Regions from separate parts of the Mus musculus genome. Here regions 2 and 3 are each linked to region 1. Evidence: chromatin contacts called from public promoter capture Hi-C data. All regions are on one chromosome and are shown on one strand. The core of a region is the stretch at or near the end of the contact, and the rest is flanking DNA. Distances in the headings are between cores, read along the strand shown.

Region 1 (3,383 bases), core at 497-2,996:
GGAAAGATAGCTTATGGCTTGTTCTCTAGCTCCTTGCAAGCAACCAAATGCTACTTTATCCTCTCCGAAGGGCATATATAACATACTTCTATGTGACCAACTTACATTTTCTCAAGCCCATGCATTCCCTACCCCCTTGGCTTCCTGGATTTTTATGAAAATCATTTTTTTGTTTCATTTTATACTTGCATGTCCATTTTTCTCTTCTCTAGAAGGCAAGTTCCCAAGGGCAGGGACAGCTTGTCTGTTTTCCCAGAACAGTGCTTCAAACACAGATGCTCAGAAATTATTCACTGAATGAAGGAACCTTTGGCTAATATGTGAGGAATTTGGGATCAGGTGATTTGACTGAGTCAGGCCTTGACTGAATTCTAGTTTTGCCATTTCCTGGCTATGCCCAAGCAGCTCTGGACAGGTAACTCACTCGAATCTCATGTGTTCTCATTATCAAATGGTGATAGCAATCCCCGTGCCAGAGCACTGTTGTTAAGGACTGACATTTAAAATAGTAACATCTGGATACATAGACTTAGTACAAAGGGTACTCAGAACATGAGTTACTCAGTACTCAGCAACTATTTAGATGAGGTCTCAAAAGCCCGAGCTTTTTTGTAAGGTGGGGTCTTAAAAGCTGGTCTGGAATTTACTGCACAGACCAAGCTGGCCTGGAACCCTCAGGAGAACCACCTGCCTCTGCCTCCCTATATCATTATAAGGTGTTGACTTGTGCGTTAATTCAATCAGCTATGAATTCAGCTTTGATTCCAGATGCTGGGACACACTTAGATACACTCTCTTCATTCAGATCTTAGCTCTGTGAGCTTGAAACTTATGTGATCACCACACCTCTGTAACCTGTTTCCTCAGTTGTTAAACCGTGAGACGATAACACTTACCTCATAGCTTTGAAAAGTGTCTAGCACATAGAAACTTCTCAACTACACTAGCTATGATCATGATGCACTCCAGGTGAAGAAGGGTCAAAGCATGTATATTAGGGACAGAGAAGTTAAGAAAACCAGGCATCAACTATAGGAATGTCTTTTAGGCTGGGAGGGGACTCACATCTAATAAGTTCAACAACGTCAGGGAGTTGTAGGTATGTGTGTTGGGGGGGGGGTGCACGCACAGAGGACGTCAGGTGTCCCGCTCAATCACTCTCCAGCTTATTCTTTTGAGACTGAGTCTTTCACTGAACCTGGAGTTAAGCAGGCATCTAGCAAGCTCCGGCGATCTTCCTGTCTCAGCCCCAGAACACTGAAGTTACAGACCTGGCCCACCAACTTGGGCTTTTTAATGATGGGAACACAAATCCTCATTCTTGCATAGCAAGCACTTGGAGCCATCACACCCCTCCAAAAAAAAAGTTGTGTGTGTGTGGGGCCAGACTCAGTAGAGGTCAGTAGACGGCGCAGTTCCACCAGGTGAGAAAAGGGGTATCACTTCGGAAGTCAGAACAGGAACCAAAGTGGGGAGCCCTGCCAAGAGTTCGTGTCTTTAAAGGAACTAGAGGAGCGCTGGGGAGAGGGGCCCAGGCACGGAGGGAGGTGTGGCCTAGGCCAGCCACCAAAGCGACGCGGCCCTTCCCACACCCAGCTCCCGCGCTTCCTGCCTCAGTGTGTCCTAAGGATTCGTTTCTGGACGCTCCTAAGCGGCTGGGCTCCCTTACACTCCCGCCACTCTTACCTCGTCTTCCAGTCTTTCCCTCACTCTCCCGCCTCCTGCACCCTAGGCGGAAATGACGACTAAGTAGTGCGTCGCGCCGCGCCAGAAAGGTTCTGCGGAGCGGGAAAAAGGGTTCCGGTGAGGCTCACTGCGCCGGCGCGCGGGCGCGAGCGGTTAAAGCGCATTTTCGGTGTTCGAGGACCTGGATTTGTTCCCTCGGCCTGGCCGGCTAGAAGTCAGGGACCAAGGATACTGCCGCCTCCTAAGGATCGTTTTCCTCCGGCTCCGAAGCCTCTCGGCGCCCGGCTGTGGCCCTTGCCCTTTGACCCCCGTGGCGGCGGGGTGAGAGGTCGGGTGGCCATCTTGTGGCGGCGGCGCGGGCGGCTGTTACTGCGGAGACCTGTCCCCTCCCCCCACCTGGTACCCCGAGCTGTCTGTCAGTCGGCGGAGAGCCCTGCAGCCTGTCAGCGGAGGCCTGGGCCGAGTGCGGTCGCTTTCCCCGTCTCATCGGGCGGCCCGGGCTGCTCCCCACCACCGCCACCATGTCCTCCTTCTCAGAATCGGCGCTGGAAAAGAAGCTCTCAGAGCTGAGCAACTCTCAGCAGAGCGTGCAGACCCTCTCCCTGTGGCTCATCCACCACCGCAAGCACGCAGGACCCATCGTCTCCGTGTGGCACCGCGAGCTCCGCAAAGGTGATCACCCGCACCCCGGCTCTCCCATGGCTGTGTTCCCTCATCCACTCTCCCGCAGCCCTGTGGCTTCTTAAGCCTTGTTTTGCAGGCCTGGGGCTCTGATGGAGGGTCTGAGGTTGGAAACGGTGTTATTTTATGACTTGGAGAGGGAAACTGAGGCCCGGTAAGGTATGGGAGATTCGTCTGAAGTTCCAAGGGCGCAAATGCCCAGACTTGAAGTTACTCAGCTCCTTCCCTCATCAGGCTTCCCCCTCACACCTTACGACAGTTGTTTTTGTTTTTGTTTTAAATCGTGGCTGTGTTTGGAGCTGGGAGCCCCGTGTTGGGCAATTGGAATACGATCCAGCCGTCTCTGGTCAGACTGCCCACATTAAGACCTGGTGCAAACGTGTTCTAGCTAAGTGATCCTGGGAACGTTTCTTCATATCCTTGTGCCGGTGTATTCTAATCTGTAAAACGGATACAAACTTACCTGTACTTCCAAAGCCTTGACTCCGTGTTAGTTACTATCCATAGACTTGAGAACAGGATGGTAAATTGGGTAGCCTTCTGCCCTTGCCACTAAATTCAGACTCTCACGATATTCCCCGAGCGCTACCTGTTTCTTGCCAGGCCCGGTGTTGGATGCAAGTTGTTTCTGGCTACTGTCTGGAAGTTAAGTCTATCTGTCACTGAACCCAACAGTTTAACCTCTATGTCCTTTATTCCTTATATAGAAAATGGAGATGATGGTAGTTTATGTTATTGTGGCTTTATTATGTGCTGCTATCTTTATGCGGGTTGCTTTTGTTTTTGCTTTGGGACAGAACCTTTAGCCTTTACAGGTCTGGATCTCCCTATGTAGACCAGGCTGGCCTCGAACTCAGACCCGCCTGTTTCTGCCTCCCAAATGCTGGGATTAGTGACTTGTGCCACCATACTGGATGGTTCTTTGTTTTTTTTTTGTTTGCTTGTTTTTTGTTTTGTTTTGTTTTTTTAAATTCTTGGGTTTTTTTTTTTTGAAGTAGGAATTTTACAGATGGGGA
Region 2 (3,383 bases), core at 639-3,138, 600 kb after region 1:
CATATACCATGCATGCATGTGGAGGTCAGATGACAACTTGCAGGAGTCAGTTCCTTTCCTCCACCCTGTGGGACCTGTGATCAAATTTGGGTTGTGAGGGCATCAGTGTCTTTAACTGCTCACCATCTTGATGGTCCTCTGTTTATTTACGTTTTTTCTTTTTAAAAAATGCAAAAAAATAAAATGGCAAGGACAGGATCTCAGATCCCCTGGCTGGCCTCCATCTCACTGTGTAGCCCAGGCTGGCCATGAACTGTAAGATCTAGAGTCTAGATCTTTTTGTTCCCGCATTCCAGGTGCTGGGATGGCAGGCCCGTGCCACCGTAGTGGGCTGCCACTTTTTTTTCTTCCTTCCTTCCTTTCTTTCTTCCTTTCTTCCTTTCTTTCCTTCCTTCCTTCCTTCCTTCCTTCCTTCCTTCCTTCCTTCCTTCCTTCCTTCCTTCCTTCCTTCTTTCTTTCTTTCTTTGTTTTTTTGTTTTTCGAGACAGGGTTTCTCTGTATAACCCTGGCTGTCCTGAACTCACTTTGTAGACCAGGCTGGCCTCGAACTCAGAAATCTGCCTGCCTCTGCCTCCTGAGGGCTGGGATTAAAGGCGTGCGCCACCAAGGCCGGCTTTTTTTTTTTTTTTTTTGCCACTTTTCTTAAAACGTCATGTAAATAAACCAGCCTTCAAAGTGCAGGGCTAAAGCTTAAAAGAAGAAAGAAAATACAGCAATCAAGAAAACAGAAAACTTGAGTTGTCGTGGCGTGCTTGGGGAAAGAGGAAAGAGAAAAAAAAAACAATGCTGGAGTGGTGATCAGGGTGTCTAAGCCCCAAACAACAGCTGCAAGCTGGGTGGTGGGTGGGAGAGGGGAGGATGGTCAGCAGGCTTTCAGGGCAATCTTATCGGGTGGAGCCGTCCTGGTAGGAATTCAGTCAAATGTTCAATCAGGCAATGGATAAAATGAAGACACTTAATCCAGTCTCAAAAAAATTATCTCCCACTTGATCCAGTCTCAAAAAAATTATCTCCCATATCCTCTTCTGTATTCCAGAAGCTTTTATAGAATGCACTCCAAAACAAGGGGTAAACTGGTGTGTCTGTGTGTGTATCTGTGTGTGTGTGTGTGTGTGTGTGTGTGTGTGTGTGTGTGAGATGTCAATAACCCTAATACATAAAAGGCTGGAACAGGAGGATGGCTGAGAGTTGAAGGCCAGCATGAGATACAACGACATGATTAAAAACAAAAACAAAGACAAAACCAAAAACAAAGCAGGGCAGTGGTGGCACACGCCTTTAATCCCAGCACTTGGGAGGCAGAGGCAGGCGGATTTCTGAGTTCGAGGCCAGCCTGGTCTACAGAGTAAGTTCAAGATAACCAGAACTACACAGAGAAACCCTGTCTCAAAAAAGCAAACCAAACAAAACAAAACAAAAAGTGAAATATTCAATCTTAAGTAGACAGCTTGATGAATTTTTACAAACTCACTAAATATTCATTTTAGCTGCCACTCCCAGAAACTGAAGTTAGTAGTACCTCAGAGTTTGGAGTTTGACTGGGCCCTTGAGGGCCCTGAGTTCCATCCCTGGAACCTATTGGGTGAAGAGAACAGGCATCTTGGCACGCTCCCACACCCATCACGCAATAAATAAACAAATGAACAGAAAAAGAAGTCAAAGGGGAAGGAGATTAGCTTAACACGGTCACAAAACTAAGGGCTAGATCTGCAAGGCTATGCAGACAGAGACCAAGGGAGAGTAAGGGGACAGGGAGGGGCGGAGTCCAGCCCAGTGTGGGTGGAGCCTTTGGTCCCTTAGTTAGAGCAAGGGGCGTGGCTACGCCTCCATGTTCGGAGCTGGGGGCGGGGCTCGTGGACAGCCAGTTAGCGCGAAGAGGCGTGGCCACAAGGAGGCTGTTGCGGACAAGCTGGAGCTACGGTTGGACTTGAGGCCTGGATCAGCGGGGAATAGAAACCCACAGAAAGTTCTGGAGCGCCAGGCGGGAATCAGGTGCTGAAACCAGCGAGTCCTCCCGTAAGGAGGAGGCTTCCGGACGCTTCGGGGCCCAGAGACTCAGACGCGGCCCGGGGTTTCGTGACGCACTCGGCTTCGGGGCGGGACCGGCGCTGGCCAAGATGGAGGCCAACGTGTTCCGCTTCCGAGATGCCCGCTCTGCTCCGGATCCCGTGCTCGAAGCCGGGCCGGTGGCCTTCGGGTCGCAGCCGGTGCCTCTGGTGCTGGACAACGGGTCGTTCCAGGCTCGGGCCGGGTGGGCGTGCCCCGGGCCGGACCCCGGTCCCGAGCCTCGCCTGCAGTTCCGCGCCGTGTGTGCGCGCGGCCGCGGCGGGGCGCGCGGCGGGCCGGGGCCGCAGGTGGGCAACGCGCTGGGAAGCCTGGAGCCTCTGCGCTGGATGCTGCGCTCGCCCTTCGATCGCAACGTCCCGGTCAACCTGGAACTGCAGGAACTGCTGCTGGACTACAGCTTCCAGCACCTCGGCGTCTCCTCGCAGGTGAGGGCCTGCCGGGCAGGGCGCGCTCGGCTTCAGCCGTCATGCCAGGCAGTAGGGTATTGAACACAAGTTCGTCAGCCTTGTGCTAGGAGCTAAGGGTACACCACGAAGTCTTTATCTTCCAGAGGATGGGCTGTCTCAGGCACAAGGGTCCAGTTTGCAATAGTCCAAGTGAGATGAGTTTTACCAGCACCAGTCCGATCCTGGAAGTATTTTGAAGATAAAACCAACGGGGTTTATCAGTTAACAGTTTAGCCAAAGCTTGACTTAATAAACTTAAAATGAACCGGGCATGGGTTCACGGCCCTTTAATCCGGGCACTCGGTAGGCAGAAGCAGGCAGATGTTTGTGAGTTCAAGGCCAGCCAGGGCTACACAGAGAAACCTTATCTTAAAAAAACAAAAAACCAACAGACAGACAGACCTACGAAAAGCTTAAATTGATCATGTTATTTTGGCTTCCCAAAATAATCTCCAATAGAGATGAAATGTATTCTTTAAAATGGCCCGTGAGCACCTTTTAAAAGATGTATTATTTCAAAGTTATATGTGTGAGAATGTGTACAAGAGTGTAGGTGCCTTAGGCAGGTGATCTTCTGTGACTGGAGTCAGAGATTAGGTGCTGGGAAACAGAGTTGGGTTCTAATGTGTTCTCTCTAGTCCTCGTGTCTGGCCTTGAGTGTCTCCCTCCACGACCTCGTGTTTTAAATTAGAGTTCAAAAGTAAATTCTGTCCTGCGTAAGGATTTGGGGTTATTTTTGCATTTCATGCATGCTTCCGTTTGTCTCTTTGTGCTTGTCTTTCAAAGTAGGGCTGCGTTGATCATCCCATAGTTCTGACAGAGGCTGTGTGTAACCCCCTCTACTCCCGTCAAATGATGTCGGAGCTCCTT
Region 3 (3,383 bases), core at 510-3,009, 570 kb before region 1:
GGCATGGGGCCTTTCACTTGGTCCCTCTGTGTATCCAGGTCCCTGGACCTCTCAGACTTGCTCCCCCTGCTCATCATTTGGTTGTTTGTTAAGCACCTGCTGTATACCTCACTCCGTGCATACCAGGAGCAATTCATGAATTAAAAGAAGAGGGGGCTACATATAACCAAGGGGGTACAGTAGTTTGGGGGCTCATGAAAGAATTTGAGGACCCCTTCCTAAAGGATGTGACTTGAAGTTTCTCTTCCTTCCTTCCTTCCTTCCTTCCTTCCTTCCTTCCTTCCTTCCTTCCTTCCTTTCTTTCTTTTTCTTTCTTTCTTTCTTTCTTTCTTTCTTTCTTTCTTTCTTCCTTCCTTCCTTCCTCTCTTCCTCTCTTCCTCCCTTCCTCCCTTCCTCCCTTCCTCCCTTCCTCCCTTCCTCCCTCCCTCCCTCCCTCTTTCTTTCTTTCTTTCTTTCTTTCTTTCTTTCTTTCTTTCTTTCTTTCTTTCTTGATTTATATGTAAGTAAGTACACTGTAGCTGTCCTCAGACATCAGGAAAAGGAATCAGGTCTCGTTACAGATGGTTGTGAGCCACCATGTGATTGCTGGAATTTGAACTCAGGACCTCTGGAAAGGCAGTCAGTGCTCTTAACTGCTGAGCCACCTCTCCAGCCCCAGTCCACCTCTTTTCACCATGTGGGTCCTGGGGATTGAACTGAGGTCAGCAGTGTCTGTGACAGGTGCCTTTACCTGTGTAGCCATCTGCCTGACCCAGGAAGTAACTTTGAGCTGACAGCTGAAGGAAACTGAGTTGGGAGGTGAAGCTGTCAGGGAATAGTGTTTGCAAAGGTCCTGTGACCAGGAGGCCTGGCCATCCCTTCTTCAAGCCACCGTACTGTACTGCACCTTCCCCCAGTGTTAGACGACTTGTCAGGCATGGATTCATTCAGCAATCCTTAAATGAGCCCCTCCTATGTGCTGGGGACATAGATATGACTCAAGTGTCCCTGCCTAAGAAAGACTGAAACTGACTTTGGGTCCAGCAGTCAGGACTTTGGACTGGTATGTCTTCTCTCCATAGCTGTGTCCTAAGGTGCCAGCAATTCATTTGACAGGTGTAATGAGACGAGTCCTCCCAGGGTGGCTAGTCCCCTTCTTAGGACCTCAGTTTCCCTATCCGATAAGTGGGTGGGGTGGCTTGTCTCCTCCCAGAGGCTCTCCTCTACCTCGGGGATTTCTGTCGCCCCTAGCCAGGACCATGGGCAGCAACAAGAGCAAGCCCAAGGACGCCAGCCAGCGGCGCCGCAGCCTGGAGCCCTCGGAAAACGTGCACGGGGCAGGGGGCGCCTTCCCGGCCTCACAGACACCGAGCAAGCCCGCCTCCGCCGACGGCCACCGCGGGCCCAGCGCCGCCTTCGTGCCGCCCGCGGCCGAGCCCAAGCTCTTCGGAGGCTTCAACTCCTCGGACACCGTCACCTCCCCGCAGAGGGCGGGGCCTCTGGCAGGTCAGCCCTCCCCCTTGCTGTGTGTCCCTGAGCTGTGGTGCACCCTCTCTGGGTTCTGGGGACTCGGTTTTCCCGAGGCTGCGAATGGGGAAGGATTCGTAAACTGGAAAGCGGGGCTCCTGGCGCTTTCGGGCTCCCAGGTTCAGAGTATATAACGGGTTCTGAAGGAGAGGGTTGTAGGGGAGGGGACCCTGAGGCCCTCAGGGGATGGACCGCCACGGACTAGCTGCCGCCTCCGCCCAGCCTTTGTTCCTGGCTCTGCTGTGCGATGGCCCGAGTGCGCCCCTGCGCCCTCTGCTGGCGCTGTGTGGTGCGGCAGCCCTGCCGCCCAGGAGCTGAGCGGGGTGACTCACGCTCCTGCATGCATGGCTACACACCCACACGTGCAAATCCCACACTCTGACGGAGCCATACTCACGGCTGCACGCCCATGCGTGCAAATCCCACGCTCAGACAGAGCCACACGCATGGCTGCACACCTACACGTACAAATCCCACCCAGACTCAACCATGTTATATGCCCACATTGGGCATGAACCCACACTGAGTGGAGACACCAACAATTCCTAGAGACACCTGGGCCAGAGCACACACAGATACAGGTGTGCATACAACCTCGCCCCCTCAGATGGGCCTGTCTACCATCTTGCATGCAGAATGCAGACACGGGATGTAGGGGTTCCCAGCTCCACATCCCACCACAGGAACTTGGTTGTGGTGAGACCTTTGGACGGGCAGCCCACTTCCCGCCATGCAGCCACACACCCATTCGATCATTTGAGAAGCATTTGTGGAGCCTCGGGCAACCGAGGGTGGGATGCAGGATTCCACGGAGCAGCTGTGGGTGAGGGGAGAATCAGGGGAAGGGTCCTGAAACTTGGACCAGAAACCTCGAGCTGCCAGGCACACACACAGGCAGAGTCCCTTAAGTGTGGGGCTTGGGGCATCTTCTGTGTGCTGCCCCTGAGTGCAGAGCAAGGGAGCCTGATCTCGGGGGGGGGGGGGGACAGGGACGGGGGGGACGGGGACGGGGACGGGACTTCTGCTTGTGTCAATAGACTCATTAGATAAGGAACACCTAGTCTGCAGCCCAGCAGGAAGGCACAGCGTACTTAGCTTCCTCCCAGGGACAGGCTGGTGAGTGAGAACGGCGCCTGACCCAGCCCCTGCAGGGTTCTGACACCTCTCATCCTTCTCTGCAGGTGGGGTGACCACCTTTGTGGCCCTCTATGACTATGAGTCACGGACAGAGACTGACCTGTCCTTCAAGAAAGGGGAGCGGCTGCAGATTGTCAATAACACGTGAGTGGCCTGGCGGGGACTGCACTGGGAGCGTGGGTCTGTCTTACCGAGAGCTGCCGGCAGAGGGCGGTGCAGAGCCTACAGGGCTGCTTCTGCTCTTGGTGGGTGGCGGCCCTCCCTAGACCCCAACCAGTATCCTCCCTTGTCCTGGGCCCTGTCTTCGCACCTCAGCCTCTCCTTCTCTCTGCTTCTCTCTCGCTGGCCCTTAGGAGGAAGGTGGATGTCAGGTGTGTACCGAGGCCAGGTAGAGGGGGATGCTTCGCTGAGGCTGGGGGCTGCTCTCTGCATGTGCTTCCTCCACCGCCCCTGTGTGTTTCCAGCTCTCTCCCCGTCCCTTTAGCTTACCCTGCATCCCACCTGTATGAGCCGACCCTCCATCTTCTCCCCACACCTTCCTGTTAGCTCTCTTCCTCCCTGTTCTGATTTGTGATTCCACATTGGGTGCCAGCTACATGCAGGACCCAGTGTATTCTGTAGGCCAGGGAGGGAGGCAGTGTGGTGGGGAGTGGGTTACACCAGACCAGGTCAGGGGTGGATAGAAGCAGGCCGGGGTCCCTGCAAGATGTCCCCGGGAGAGGGGGCTGTCTCTATCAGAC

Evidence for each region. Promoter capture Hi-C pulls out the DNA fragments that hold promoters and counts their contacts.
Region 2: a contact with region 1 is called in a promoter capture Hi-C map of pre-B cells, with 2.6 times the contacts expected there. The contact joins the promoter of Actr5 here to the promoter of Tti1 in region 1. A contact is called at or near these places in 1 of 39 promoter capture datasets (pre-B cells), 1 of 484 Hi-C or Micro-C datasets (regulatory T cells) and 1 of 9 other capture datasets (liver).
Region 3: a contact with region 1 is called in a promoter capture Hi-C map of embryonic stem cells, with 2.9 times the contacts expected there. The contact joins the enhancer-like site here to the promoter of Tti1 in region 1. A contact is called at or near these places in 2 of 39 promoter capture datasets (embryonic stem cells and liver) and 1 of 484 Hi-C or Micro-C datasets (embryonic stem cells).

Annotation. Positions count from the first base shown.
Region 1 is chr2:158,026,688-158,030,070 of GRCm38.p6, forward strand. Tti1 (TELO2 interacting protein 1) reads right to left here and starts at 1,747. Exons shown (of 8, transcript NM_029282.2): 1 at 1,687-1,747. Rprd1b (regulation of nuclear pre-mRNA domain containing 1B) reads left to right here and starts at 1,810. Exons shown (of 7, transcript NM_001291134.1): 1 at 1,810-2,358. The coding sequence starts at 2,208.
Region 2 is chr2:158,623,025-158,626,407 of GRCm38.p6, forward strand. It overlaps Actr5 (ARP5 actin-related protein 5), which reads left to right and starts at 1,889. Exons shown (of 9, transcript NM_175419.4): 1 at 1,889-2,492; 2 at 3,303-3,383. The coding sequence starts at 2,118.
Region 3 is chr2:157,455,847-157,459,229 of GRCm38.p6, forward strand. Src (Rous sarcoma oncogene) reads left to right here. Exons shown (of 15, transcript NM_009271.3): 4 at 1,231-1,485; 5 at 2,688-2,787; 6 at 2,997-3,014. The coding sequence starts at 1,239. Among named protein-coding and RNA genes, the nearest start is that of Src, 33 kb to the left of the region's middle. Within about 2 kb of position 1,760, at least 170 of the 459 cell types and tissues checked have an H3K27ac peak or open chromatin away from gene starts, as enhancers often do. A contact at or near this core is called in embryonic stem cells, where this site is marked.